Regions from separate parts of the Columba livia genome. Here region 1 is linked to region 2. A link is a contact called in public Hi-C data. All regions are on one chromosome and are shown on one strand. The core of a region is the stretch at or near the end of the contact, and the rest is flanking DNA. Distances in the headings are between cores, read along the strand shown. Region 1 overlaps RHBDL3 (rhomboid like 3). Region 2 holds the start of RHBDL3 (rhomboid like 3).

The links. A called contact is a pair of places that touch in the nucleus more often than the background predicts.
Region 1: a Hi-C map of crop shows a contact between it and region 2, with 2.5 times the contacts expected there. The contact joins the enhancer-like site here to the promoter of RHBDL3 in region 2. A contact is called at or near these places in 2 of 2 Hi-C or Micro-C datasets (crop and liver).

The regions. Positions count from the first base shown.
Region 1 is chr18:10,372,999-10,379,653 of bColLiv1.pat.W.v2, reverse strand. RHBDL3 (rhomboid like 3) reads right to left here. Exons shown (of 9, transcript XM_065034158.1): 6 at 4,261-4,373; 7 at 1,487-1,587; 8 at 322-382. Among named protein-coding and RNA genes, the nearest start is that of C18H17orf75, 15 kb to the left of the region's middle. Within about 2 kb of position 3,198, at least 1 of the 3 cell types and tissues checked has an H3K27ac peak away from gene starts, as active enhancers do.
Region 2 is chr18:10,329,469-10,336,217 of bColLiv1.pat.W.v2, reverse strand. RHBDL3 (rhomboid like 3) reads right to left here and starts at 5,433. Exons shown (of 9, transcript XM_065034158.1): 1 at 4,921-5,433; 2 at 1,453-1,476. The coding sequence starts at 5,040.

The DNA of each region.
Region 1 (6,655 bases), core at 1,949-4,448, 46 kb before region 2:
GACAGGAAATGCTCTAGGAAGCCTAAGTATTATCATTATGAAACCATTGCTTGTTTGTGAATTCATAGATGAGATGTTTGAGTCCCAGATCTCCACAAATGCCACAAGCTACAGATGCTGGCTAACGACAAGTCCTCATTTACAAGCGCTTCTGCCGAAAGCCAAAATCTGCATTTGAGACTGATGTTTCTGTTGCCAGAAGGTCCAGCTGCGAGTTCCTACCAAAACTGCTGCAAAGTCAAAACTCTCTGAATCAGCATGAACACTTACGACAAGGACAAAGCAGGATTGCGTGTGTGCCAGGCATTGCACAATACTTACTACAGATCAAGGCCACAGCCATGCGCAGCAGTTTGAATTGGCACTTCATTCCTGACCAGTTCTGGAAAAGAGACAAGGAAAACAAAGTGATGCTGCATGCAAACCAAAGTGATGCTAAAACAAACCAAAATTGTCCCCCTCTGACCCTGCAAATCTTGATGTGAAGAAACCACGTGTCTGCATTACCACCCTGTGAGACAGAGGAAACTTCCTCCTGCTTCTGTTGGCCCAGTGGCAGGGAACACAAATCACGGTGAAAAAATGAGACTGCTGCCTTCACTGCACATGAGCATTAAATAGAAGGTTTTCTTTTAGGCTTGACACAAAAGCCACCATACATGCACATTTTCCAGCACCCGTATAACAGACCTTCTGTCTCTAGTCAGCTGATGGGCATTATCTTCCCACTCAAATCCCGAGGAGGACACATTACCATCATTTTAATGGTTATTCTGCTCTGACATTGCTGGCACAGGGCAGACACGCAAACCTGCACCATCACACACTAATCCTCCCTCAGCAAAGCCATGTTTTCCCAGTGGTCAGTGCAGGATTCACACAGGCTGATAGGCTGGGCTTTACCACCACCTAGCTGAGGACCTTGGACAAGGTCCTGTTTCCAGGTCTCAGAGGAATGATGATGCTGGTCCTTCCTGACCTTTGCAAAGTACTGCATTAGGTGAAATGGCAAAAAGATGCATCACTCACACGCCCAGGCTCCAGCTTCCGTCTGGGGTTTACGAGTGGAGATAAGGGATGTTTTGCACACAAACCCACCAAATTCTAAATTTCCTTAAATACCTACTGACATTACATGGCACATGCAGACAGAAACAGGCCTGCAACTTCTGCAGAGCCCATCAGCTCATTCTTTTCCAAGCATTTGCCAGCCCTTGCAGGGAGAGCTGATAGCTGGGAGTACATCGGTAAGTCTTGGATTACCAGCCCCTTTGGCTTCTCCTGGCAAGCTGCCAGTCATCAGGGCACCAAGCCACCAACTGCAGTGTAACATTTCCATTCCAGGACCATTCGAATCATGAAGAGCAGACTTAACTGGGGCAAGCTCTGAATGACCAACAGATGGGTCTGGCACTATTTCCAGTTCCCTTAGGCCACCAGACCTGGCTCACTTCCAAAGCGGTTCGACCGTCATTCTGGTACTCACCATGACTATATTGGCCAAGTGAGCGGAGACGAGAGCATACACACCTCCAGAGGAGCCCACCACAGGCGCAGTCATATCGGCTACTGACACTGCCAGGGACCCTGGGAGAAAGAACAAGGGGTTTTGACAATTGCCAGCCAGATAAACACACTCTCTCCTACCCTACATCTCTGCCACTGCCTGTTTTGTGCTAATTGCTGCAGGTCGGTAATACACAGATAAAGAGAAGGGAGGGTGGAATCGATTGACTTGTGCAGCCAACTCAGTCCTGTGGTACTGCCAAGGCAGCGACTGACTGATTCTTTTGCGCCTACTTTAAAAGCAGCCAAGCAAGGCAGCAACATACCTATGCTGCAAAAAGACACTTACTGACTAAAATAACAAGGAAGCAGCAGATAGAAAAATGTCTGTGTCTTGTTCCTTACCTGAAGATAAAACAGACGTAGCTCCCATGCTGGCAAGAAAAATATTTGCACAGTAAGAAGGAACTGTGGATTTGTAACTTAGCACAGGTGTCTGATCAAAGCACAGCCTGTTACTTGTTAAACTTCAGAGTAAAACTATCTAAAAATAACCTGGATGGAGGCAGTAAACACGAGACAGCAAAAAGACAGGTCGAGCACATAAAGGCACCACTAATAACAATAGATCCAAACATAAACATTGCTTCTCCTTATCCCAGTTGGAGGCTTGGATCTGCTCAAAGCTCCTCTCGTTACAAACTTTAACAGAAATGTAAGAGATAGAGACAGAGACAAAGGCAGACTTGGTGCCACAAGGCAGGGATAATGAAGATCTTTGCGATGAGCGGGAATGGGAAAAAGACACAACGGCAGATCTCGAGAGAGTCCTCAGTAGTATAGAATCTAACAAACTTATTTGCTAATTGCTCAGCTGATTCTGGGTCAAGAAACTGCTGAGGTTCCACCAGCTGACTCTGCTGATACCTCCCTCTTCTTCAGTGTATGGCCCTGAGACTTCCCAGCTCTTAAACGCTGCCATTAAGGAAAAAGTTAATGAGAAGTTAAGAAAGGAGTATTAAGAACTTGCAGTTAAGTCCTCGGATATTGCACTGAGCATATACCTTCAGTCTCTTGATCTCAGTCTCAACATGTCTTCTTAGTATAGTCAGACTAATGAGGAAAAAAACCCCATAAAAGTAGGGAGTGGCCATTGTGGCTCGTGTCTACATTTTACTGCTTATTCCTGGTTGTTTAGGAGTTATCTTTATATTGCCAGATCATCAGCATAAGTGTGCCTCTCTCTCTCTCTCCTGGCACACATCAAAGAATAAAGCACGTTTAATACTTGGCTAACAACTTAAACAAAAAGGGTATCATGGGATGCCTTTCTGTGTGGGACTGCCTGGTCACATTTGTAATTCAAAAGTTTCTCCTTTCCATTTGGCACTTTGACAATTTATAGGTCATAAGTTGTGAAAGACAAGCATGTGAGAATGTGGCAACTTGCCTGAGGAAAAAAAAGTGGGATCATTTGTGTAACAGAAATGAACCAATAGTGCTGGGTGGGCTAGTGAGCTTCACACAGGCTCTGACTACAGCCTCCAGAGCTCTGGGTGCTAAGCCCAGGCCAACGCCTTGTAAAACCTGCCCCTGGCCCTGCAGATCCTGCCTGCAAGTCCATGGCCACAGGAATCCAAGAGGCAGCGGCAATGAGAGCTCTCGCCTGGGCTCAACTGCAGCAGACGCAACGCTTGCTTCCTTCGCTTACCTGGCACAGTTGTGCGATGCATATTTACAAACATATAAATGAAGCCCTGGGGCGTGGTAGATGTATCTATATAAAAGAGCTAATGTCTGGAAAGTTGTAGATTGGGGACCACTTTAGTGCTTATTAAAGTAACAGGCAAGGGACAGCGGAGCTGGTCTGCTAACTCCTTTCTCTGCAGAAAATAATGTGGTGTTTGTACCACGCCTAGTCCTGTGTCCTAGTCCAATTATTCTTTGCACAGTCTCTCTACTGGAATGCAGAATTTATTAGTATCCAATGCAGCCCATTTTACAAAGGCTTTACCTGCTCATTATGGAAAAAAATAAAACTAAATGCCTGGGGAAAAAAAAAAATCACCATAAACCAGTCAATCATTGTCCAGCTTCCACTGTGAAGCCCTTGGTTGTTTTCACACCCTCCTCCTGTTTTGATTAGATGTTGATCTATTGTCAGCTAACTTTCATCACCTCCAAACTGCTAGAAATGCCAAACAAATAAAAGCCATAAAGCACAAACTAAAAATCAATCAAACCCCATGGCTTCATGATTAAATGAATTTTCAGATTCCTGTGCACTGCTCACAACCTCCAAACACTTCTTGCTTACTCATGCTGTAGAAAGCAGACAGCACAGGACAAATGGAGGAAGAACTGGCACAGGACCTGGGGAAAAAAAATGACTCTTTATGCAGGGATGCCTGTGATGCCACTTTTCTTCTGGGCCTTTATGAGACACAAGAGGAAAGGAACAGCAAAACCTCCACATTCAGAACGACCATCTAAAGGAAGGCTATTTTAAACTAACAGGTTGTTGGTGCCTTTTCAGCAGATCTCCTAAACACAGAGCCTGTGGCTAGTTAGAAACAGATGTCAAGTTGTAGCGTGTTTCTCACTTCCAGCCTTCAAAAGAATTTCAACACACAGAAGATCAGCAACTGCTCTTCTCCTACACCAAAATGTCACAAAATATTTCTCCTACACAAAAGTCAGCACAGACCATTTTCACATGTTTCTCCATCTGGGGCATCCAGAGGTGTCACCTACCTGCCACAACTCCAGCAACATACACAAAACTGATCCTCGCAGCTCCATGCACCATTTCCAGGGGAACCCCAACCAAGAGCTGAAGGACAACATTGAGTCCAAGGTGTTCTATCCTGCGGCAAGGAAAAACAACAGTTGTCCTCTTTTCTATGTCTTTGTCTCCCTTCTCTACCCTTGAGACAGAGATGTCTTGGAAAGCAAATCAAACAGCACCTCCTTCATGAAAGTAGATTGTAACACTGGGAAAAAAAGTGGTTCCTGAAAAAGAATTAAAAAATCAGCCAGAGCTATGATGTTTCTTCCCTCCCTACTGTTCATTATCTTTTTCATATCCATCCAGGTCCTTCCAGACAAAGATCTCATTAGTATGTCTGGTTCTTAGTGAGACTCTTTTTTTTCTTGGCAGTTTGTTTGGTTTTGTTGTTGTTTTTTCTTGTTGTTATTGTTTTGTTTTGTTTTCAAATAGAGGGTTTGAAGAAGTTAAATGACTCGTCCAAAAAAGCAGCAAGATGGCTGCAGAGCCTGGAACAGAAGCCAGAAACTTGACCTGCTCCTTTCTTCTCCCCTCTTAATGATACAGCCTTTCCCTGCACGTATGACACTGCCGTGATGGGAGCAGGTATTAAGTCCAGAGCAAGGTAAGCCTAGAAGTCCCAAGACAGTTTCTGTTGCCTTGTGACCCATATGCCACTTTACTGTTTTTGCTGTCTGACCCTCAGCCTTTTCCACTGTGCCAGCTTCGATGTGATCGTGGTCAGAATGGGAAGCAGAGGGCATTTTTACCTCTGGTTAGGTGCCCAGTGAGACACAAGGTGTATTCATTGAAGGCCTCTGCTCACCTGTCCTTGTCCTCATGATAGGCAATAACAAAATTCCTTCTGAATGCGGGGAAAAGTTGGGCTGAGACTAGTCTTGTAGATAAACCCTGCTGTGCACATCAGGATGTGCAGGACCACTGCAGCCTAGAGGTAGGGAGTGTGACAGCTAAGATGGGCTTAGCTGGTAGACTCCAGTGCAGCAGATTTCTCCTGTGCTGAATCAAGAGTTTCAAAGCAAGCCCTTTGTTGTCCTAATCAATAGTATTTAACGAAACTGTCTTGCTACTTTTCAAAGCTCTGTACAAATATTTACCCATGCCTTCACATAGGTAACAACAGCCCCAAGGCCCTGCACAGGGTCCTTCTCAACACGGTGCTAGTGTCTGAGACTTATCAGGGCTGGGACCTCGGCAGAGGGCCACGCCACACTGGACCAGGGGTCTCATGCATTCTGTTTGGAGAGTGTCCGAGTCTGCTTACAAAGCAGGCGGGCCTAAATGACACAACAGTACCTTTAACACAAAACGCCAGCATCTTTTGGGGGAAAGAGTGCAAAATAGCTACTGCACTGAAAATCTATGTCCTGGTTTATACAAGAAAAGGATTGCTCAGACAGCCACTAGGAATATTTGGTTTAAGGTATATGCATTTTCACTGTCTTGGTCTTTCTTCATGTTACCATAGCAATTTCCCATATACATCAGAGAAAAATACTGATGGTGAGATGCAGTAATGACAGAACAGTCTCATAAAAAAGAGTTTAAAGTTGGACCAGAAAAAAACTGCTAGAAATGATACTGCTGGAAACAGTCCTCTCTGGATATCTTAATAGGTTTTTTTCCACCAAATTTCTCTCCAAGGATAAATTTATCTCCTGCACGAGACACACAGCACTGCAATTTGTCATAATGGGAAACTGCTGCATGTAATGGAGTGTTTTTATTACCTTGCTCAAGACTTTTGAAGCCACTGGGTACAGGCACATTCTGGCACCCATTCTGATCCTGCGTGTTCACAGAACTTAGGAACTAATTTAGGAGCAACCAGCAAAGGTCAAACTGAGATCACAGAAAAGAGTCAACCCATCCAAGTGCCCTTTCACAGAGGGGAGGGAAGCAGCTTTGGCTGGCACACAGTCAGCGTCATGAGGCAGCACCTGACATTTCCACACAAAGCACTGGGTCTTATTTTTCAAAGGAAGCTTTTGTAAGAGCTCGGCAAAGTTTATCCTAGACTCTAAACTGACTGCCCTGATTCACAGCTGTTCTTAAAAGACTTTCCAGGAGCAATCCCATTCACTTCTCCCCATCATGCTAAGAGCTTTGAAGGCTCCACAGTCAATAAGCACCCATAAAATATAATTAGCCTTTGCCAGTGCTGAATGCATCATTCTTGAAATGACAATTTCATTGATTTATTAAAGACTTTCTCCTTCCCCAGGACCAAACAAATGGGACTGAGCATCAATGCAAGTCATTAGTTATGGCAGTGTTACAAATGCGTGGGCCCCAGATAATCAACGTCTGCTTTCCATGAAAGCAGAAGGGCAGAATTTACAACTTCGCCTGCCTTTTCAG
Region 2 (6,749 bases), core at 4,184-6,683:
AAAAAAGAAGGAAAAAAACACCATCTACTATTCAAGCGAGTCCAGTGGGAAATTACAGATTCCTCTCATTGAGCCCAAGGTAGCTACCAGCCAAGAGTCCCATCCCACAAGGACTCAATGACTTCAAAGGATGCTTGTAGAATCAGGCACCAAATTAAGGCCAACATTTGAGACAGGAGAGAATTCAAAGTAGCCGAAACCAACATTCAGCCCAGATCACAAAAAATTTAATTTGCACCCACCTTTTGAGAGGCAGCATACCCTACGAGCCACAGCAAATGCAAGTACACCACACAATTTAGGTACAATTACAACAATTTCCAACAATTACAGTAATCTAATTCCCAACTGCCAGCTTGTTTGACTGTACAACAACAAATGTACTGCGGCCCAGACACACGGATTGGCACTCAGTCATGGCTAAGCAGGTATAAAGGAACACTCATCAGAACAGGTAGCCTGTTAGTAGCTGAATGATAACAGGACCTCCAGGGTACCAAGGACATCTTTTCACAGAGACTGCACCACAGCTTTTGGCTTTGCAGTTCAGCCAAAAGCAGAAACAAGATTATCGCCTCATAAAGCAGGGACGAAATCCCATCTGAACTTTAGAATTGCCAGGACGATGCCAGCAGCCCAGTAAGCTCCCTTACAGAAGGTGACATTTACACGCACACACAGCAACACCAAAGTTTATGACATCAAGAGACTGCTAGAGTTCAGAAGCAAGTCAACCCTAGGAAAATCCTTCAGTTTATAGCTGCATCACATTTCAACCTGGCAGATGGAAGGAATACCACAAAGCAAACATGTCAGTTAAAGCAGCTAAAAGCATAATTTACAAACTAGAATCCACAACCCAAATTCTCAGTAGCTATAACTCAGAGCTCTGCAGAGCTGTGTTGACTTCAGCCAGCTACAGGTCTGACCAAGGCATTTACCTGATAAAACCACAGTCCTTGGTACAGAAGCAGATACTTTGCTCATTCTGTGCAAGTTTAAATCAGCAGGTCCTCTCTGGGAGGATGTAACCCTGCAGAAGTCAGTTGAGCAGCTGAGGAGCCATTTCAAAGAATACAGCACTGGTTTTACAGGTCCTAGTTCACCTGTCTCACAGAGCAGAAGATCTTTTAATCCACAAAGCAAGGACAGTGCAACTGGCAGTAAACAGAGCACCTGCTGCAGCACCTCGGCTCAGCCCCTGTGCTGGGAGGGATGGCCAGGCTGGGCCCACTTCTGTCCCTGGCTGCTCTGAAGAGGAATTGAGAGAAAGGCCCAAAGCAGTAGGGACAATTGTGACTTGCATGCCAGCATCCTGCAAACTGGGAGCACAGAGCACATTAGTCCTAGGCTGTATTTTAAATGAAAGAAAAAGCATAGTACAGAGGAAATTAATTGGAGGTTAGACTCTTTGCTCACAAGACAGAGACAATCTATCAGTTGTTCACATACCTGATCAAATAGGGCTTTCCAGTGCTGAGAGGCAATGCATAAGGGAAGAAAAAGAAGAAAAAGAAGGTATAAGAGCAACGACATTAACATAGAGTAAACTGTAGAAGTATATTCTAACAGAGAAATAACCAAATGATTTAGTGCCATTTCCAACATCCTTCTTCATCCCAGAATCACCTGCCCTTCCAGGGGAGGAGGAAAGGGGAATCTACCAACCACAGGGAGGACAGTTTTCATTTACAAATCCAAATTAGGACGAATTCAGAACATTCATGTGTTAATTCTGTTTTCTCCCGCTTTGTCTACTTGCAGGCAAGCAAGGAATAAAAGGCTTTTTTACTCACAGGGATCAAGAAAGCTTGGTGTGTATTGAGGGGAGGGAGGAGTTAGCAATGGTTTCTCAGATCACTTTCTGAGGTCTTGTGGCCCAACACTGACCCACAGACCACTGTGTCTGGTTCTCAGAACCTTGTCTGCTGCCTGCTCCCAACCCTGGCAGGGTCCTTGATAACCCATCAGTTCTTCGAGCCTCACATGTCCACATCTGAAAAACAGGTAATTCCTCTTGCACAGGTGGGAGGGTGAAAGGCTAGAGAGAGCCCATTACAAGGATTTGCCCCACAACTTTTGTTCCTGCAGATCTGCCTTAAAAGCCCTGTACAGGAGGAAGCTCCACTTCAACACAGAGACCATGTGAACACAAGTTCTTGTCACTCAGGAACAGAAAAAACAGGCTGGTGAGTGGCTCCAGCTTATTATTTGTAGAAAAACCAATATCAAGTCACCTCCCTGCCCCATGGAGCAGAGGAAATTCCTAATGAAGTGTTTCAGTCTCTCATATCTCCTGGATTTAGGGACCAGCTGAGAAGAGAGCAACTTCCATGGGGCAAGAGTGGGGTAACCGCTGTCTTGGCATCTCCAGAAAAAACCTGCACATTTCCAGCTCTCCTATCTGAAGTGCTGTTCAGCACAACACTTTGTTTCTGCCTCATTCATCTTCCCAGAAACATAAAATGTGAAAAATAACAAATATCAGACTCATAGAAGCAAATCTCCACACTGCTATATGCAGAGCTCTGCTGAGAGTCTTATCTAGTCCTGGAGAAACATTTGCTTTCACATGGTAGGCAGATTTAAAGCAGAATTGACTGAAGAGACAGTGGGATTATCAGGCCACTGAATTCCATTTAATAAGTTGCTGGCTCCCCTGCTCCCCATGTCTCTATCCATTTATAAACTCCCATTTATCATCATAAATCAATCCAGCACTTTGAACAGAACATTCTGGGACTGCCTGAATCCCGGCTTTGTGGAACGCTGCTCCAAGGGCTGCAATGACATCAGAGCTGAGCTGTTATACACTGTCAAGCCTGTGACAGCCAGACCTTCACTACGTAATATTTTTGTGGTTAATAACACATAAAAAACTGACCCTGTGTCAGTGCTTGCTCACCAAACCAGAGAGCTTACATCAAGCTTTCGAATGTAATAATAACAACAACAGAAAATCAACCCCAGTTAGGTCTCAGGGGGCACCCTCCTAGCACAGAGCAGTTTGAATTTTCAGAGATGATGCTCTGTAGCCTGCTTGTTTCAGCAGGAAATCTTGGCGGGGAGAAGGAGAGCATTTACACCGCTTCCTGCTCTTCCGACTTGCAGATGATACATGATACCTCAGGCTTCTGTCATATCATCTATTGCCAGGTCTCGGTAGCTTCCCATAACCAATGCAACTGCGGGCTCTAGCTCTGTTTTGTTGATTGGAGAAAACAAGGTACCAGAGTCAAATAACAATGCAGATCCCAGTGTAAGTAACAGCAAGACACTGCGAGCTGGATCAGACCCACGCTGCCCTACCTCAAGGTCAAACAGCAAGTCAGCAGCAGAACTAGGATGACAATCTAGATTTCACTAAGGAAGGTTCATGGTCTCCCTCCTGTCTCAGAAGCCCAATCCTGCCAGACACTCAGCACCTCAGCATCTCCTGGGAGGATCCCTGGCAGGATTTAATTGCTAATGGCTGCATTTGTGTAGAGGCTGGAGTAACTCCGGGGGACCAATGTGTATCACAACAGGAAATCTTTCTCATAGACCATCCAGACAAGCACAATTTGTCAGGGAAGAAAAGGTCGTAGTCTGAGGCAAGCAAGCACTCGTATTTGGGAACCTGGACGGTGAAACCTCCTGGAGCGCCACCCTTTCCAAGTGAAAGCCACACATGCCCTTAGGTCAGGCACGGGGGCTGTCCGGCAGCGTTATAACCGAGGTCAAACTGCATCACGCGTTTCCTCCTGAGAGTGCGGTGCTCAGGGATACAGCCCGGCGAATGCAGCTCTACCGGGCAACTGCGCTTCCTCAGCTTCCCTCTGGGGGGAAACTCCGACAACAGCCGAATTCTGGAGGATTCAAAAGGAAGGGCTGGGGGATGAGAGGCAGCACTGCCCCTAAGCAACCCCAAGCGGGCTCCTCCAGCAGTGTAATAAAAGTAGACGGAAAAGGGATGTGCCATTGCTGGAGTCTTAATTCACAAGTGTCCCTTTCATACCGGTTCACGACCCAAGACAGAGCACACTTCGGAAGGACATTTAGTATCACTGCTTCATCCTCCCATAGGCAGGAACAGACCTTGCGCTTACCTCTGCAGACTGAGTGCTTTGCACAGCCCTCATCCCAGCAGAGTTTGCTGGGAAGCAGAGCTGTGAGCAAACCTGTGATGCACCAGGAACACAGGATCTGCTCACGTTCACTCCCTCCCAAACAGGTGCACAGCGAGCTCCTGCCTCCGGAGCCAGCAGATGCAGAACGACCGCCTCAGCTCTGCAGGCTTTGCTGCTCAGCGTGGCAGGACCAGGCTCAAACACGCAGAACCACTAGCGTCCTTCTAAGCAGTGGCAGAGACTCGGTGACAAGTTATCCCACCCTCAGGTGCAATCAGAGCTCAGAGGGTGGAGAGAAGCTATCAGCCCTGCCGAGCCGGGCAAAAAACTTCCTCGGCTGTTTGCTTCTCGGGGGCTGGAAGAGGGAACGTGCTCCCGAGAGTGGGAGCATTTCACATCTGTCGCCCCCAGAGGGTCTGGAACTCTGGAAAAGCTCTCTGTCCCCAGGAAGCCCCTCAATCCAAGGCGTCAGTCCCTCTGCAGCTTCTGGAGCTGCCTCTGCCCCGCCAGCCGCAGCCTGCTCGGAGCCATCATCTCCCGGCGGCGCGGCTGCGGGCACCGAGCGGACCGGCAGCATGCCCGGCTGGGGCGGGGAGGAGAAGGGAGCTGCGGCTCCGGGGAGACACGGCCCGGCGGCTGCCGGAGCCCGCAGTGAGGGGCGCGCAGAGCGGCGGGGACGGCGGCTTTCCCTCGCCCCAGAGGGTCACCAGCCCCATTCCTCCCCCCAGCCCGGACTTTATCTATAAATAGCTTGAGCTGATTAACCCGGCCCGGGGGAAAGGGAGGAACACACGGAGCAAAGGAAACTTACATCCTCTGCGGCCATAGGTAGGACATCCTCGGAGTCCAGCACCTCGATTTCTTCCGCCTCTGAGCTGGCAGCCACAGCAGGGGAAGAGCTGGCGTGAGGCTCCGGCAGCCTGTCTCCCATGCTTGGAAACGGTCCCCCTCCAGCCCCCGCCCCCCCCCCCCCCCCTTTCTCCCCAGATCCTTAAAGAAATTAAACCTAGCTGCTGCTTGGCAAACTTTCAAGCGCAGCCGAGCCTGCCTTCATGACTCCCGCAGCCGGGAGGGGAGGGAATCCTCCATCCAGGGAACATCCAATTAGCGCGGGCAGCGCTGGCGGGCGGCATCCCGGCGGCCGGCTCCGGCCGGGGCAGGTGACCCCTCCCCGGCCCGGCCAGCTCCCTCCTCCCGCCCCCGCAGCCCCCAGCCCGGGGCACGGCCGGCGCCTCCCCCGAGCCATGCCGGCCAGGGAGGGGGGCGGCCTGCCCTGCCCTGCCCTCCCCTCCCCTTCCCGGTGCGGGGGAGCTGCACGTCCTCGGAGCCTCTGGGAGGCAGAGCCCGGAGCTGCAGCACGACCGAGGATGCGGGCTGGGCGGTGACGGGGGAAGGGTGGGAGCCCCGGGTCGCCCCTGCCCGGGCACCTCCTCCCCCCGGAGCGACCCGCTGAGCTGCGGTCGGTAGCGGGCAGCCCCTGGGGCAGGTCTCAGCTCGTTCTTTCTGCCCTCACCGAGCCCGCCCGCAGGTACCGGCCGTCGGGGTCCCGCCGCTCTCGGTCTCGCTGAGCAAGTGTGGGCAGGTGGCAAGGCGTCCCGGGGGATTTGGACTTTCTTAAGCCAACTTCTCCGTCCTGGAGAGTCTCACAATTCAGGGCCGGTGTGAGGTTTTAAATTCTTTACCATAATTATTTGTTCCTATATGTCAAGATGGGTATCTTAACCATCTGGAGCATGGATTAGGAACTTGAGGAATGCCTTGACTGAAGGCAAAAATCCAACAGTTTTAGCTTCTTCCAATCAAGTACAGAAATAGCAGGTTGGCAAGGGGGAAGGGCAGGCAGAGCCAAACTGATCCACACGGTGCCACTGTCTCTGCTTCAGCAACAGTCAGAGCCAGACAGAGCCCAGAGTCAGAGCAGAGACGGGCCAGTGCCATGGGCCACGTCTTCTTAATCCAAGAGCTCCAGTACCAGATCAGACAAACCTCAGCCACAAGGACAGAGCCAAAGTAGAAGTCCCCCTTTTCCCCTACAAATTTGTTTTAGGAAAACAACCAACCAGAAAAGGCCAAATAAAACCAGACAGAATACCTCTGGAACAGGAATGGGATCTTCCATCCATCAGTAGCAGAGCATACACCACACTCTCATCCACAGCTGTCATGAACACCATACTGCGTATTATTTTTGATCTGGATCAAATTTCTCCCACACAGTGATGGGAAACCACAGAGCCCATGCTCTTAGCCACTGGGTCCTAGCTCCTTAGTTACTAAAAGATTTTTCTGTAGGAAAAGTGCCAAGTTCTTTCCATGTACCCACATGAGCTACAGCCACCAGAGAACAGCAAGCTTCCACATCTCAGAGCCCAGCATGGCTGGCACTAATCTAAGGTCAGGGCTGAGGGTTAAAATATCATCCCACACAGCTGAGCAAGGTCAAGTAAAGGGAATGATCTCTGTCACCTGATCTGATCCCTTGGTAAAACCAGTAGGAGACCTCAGTCCTGCAAATGATCTGTATTTTGGGAACAAATGAAAGAGTTAAGATGATAACCTTATCCTGTAGTACTGCCCAGACGCCCCATCCTGAACAAACACTAGAAAGGAATTATCTTCTTCAAGGAGTGCTACAGTAAA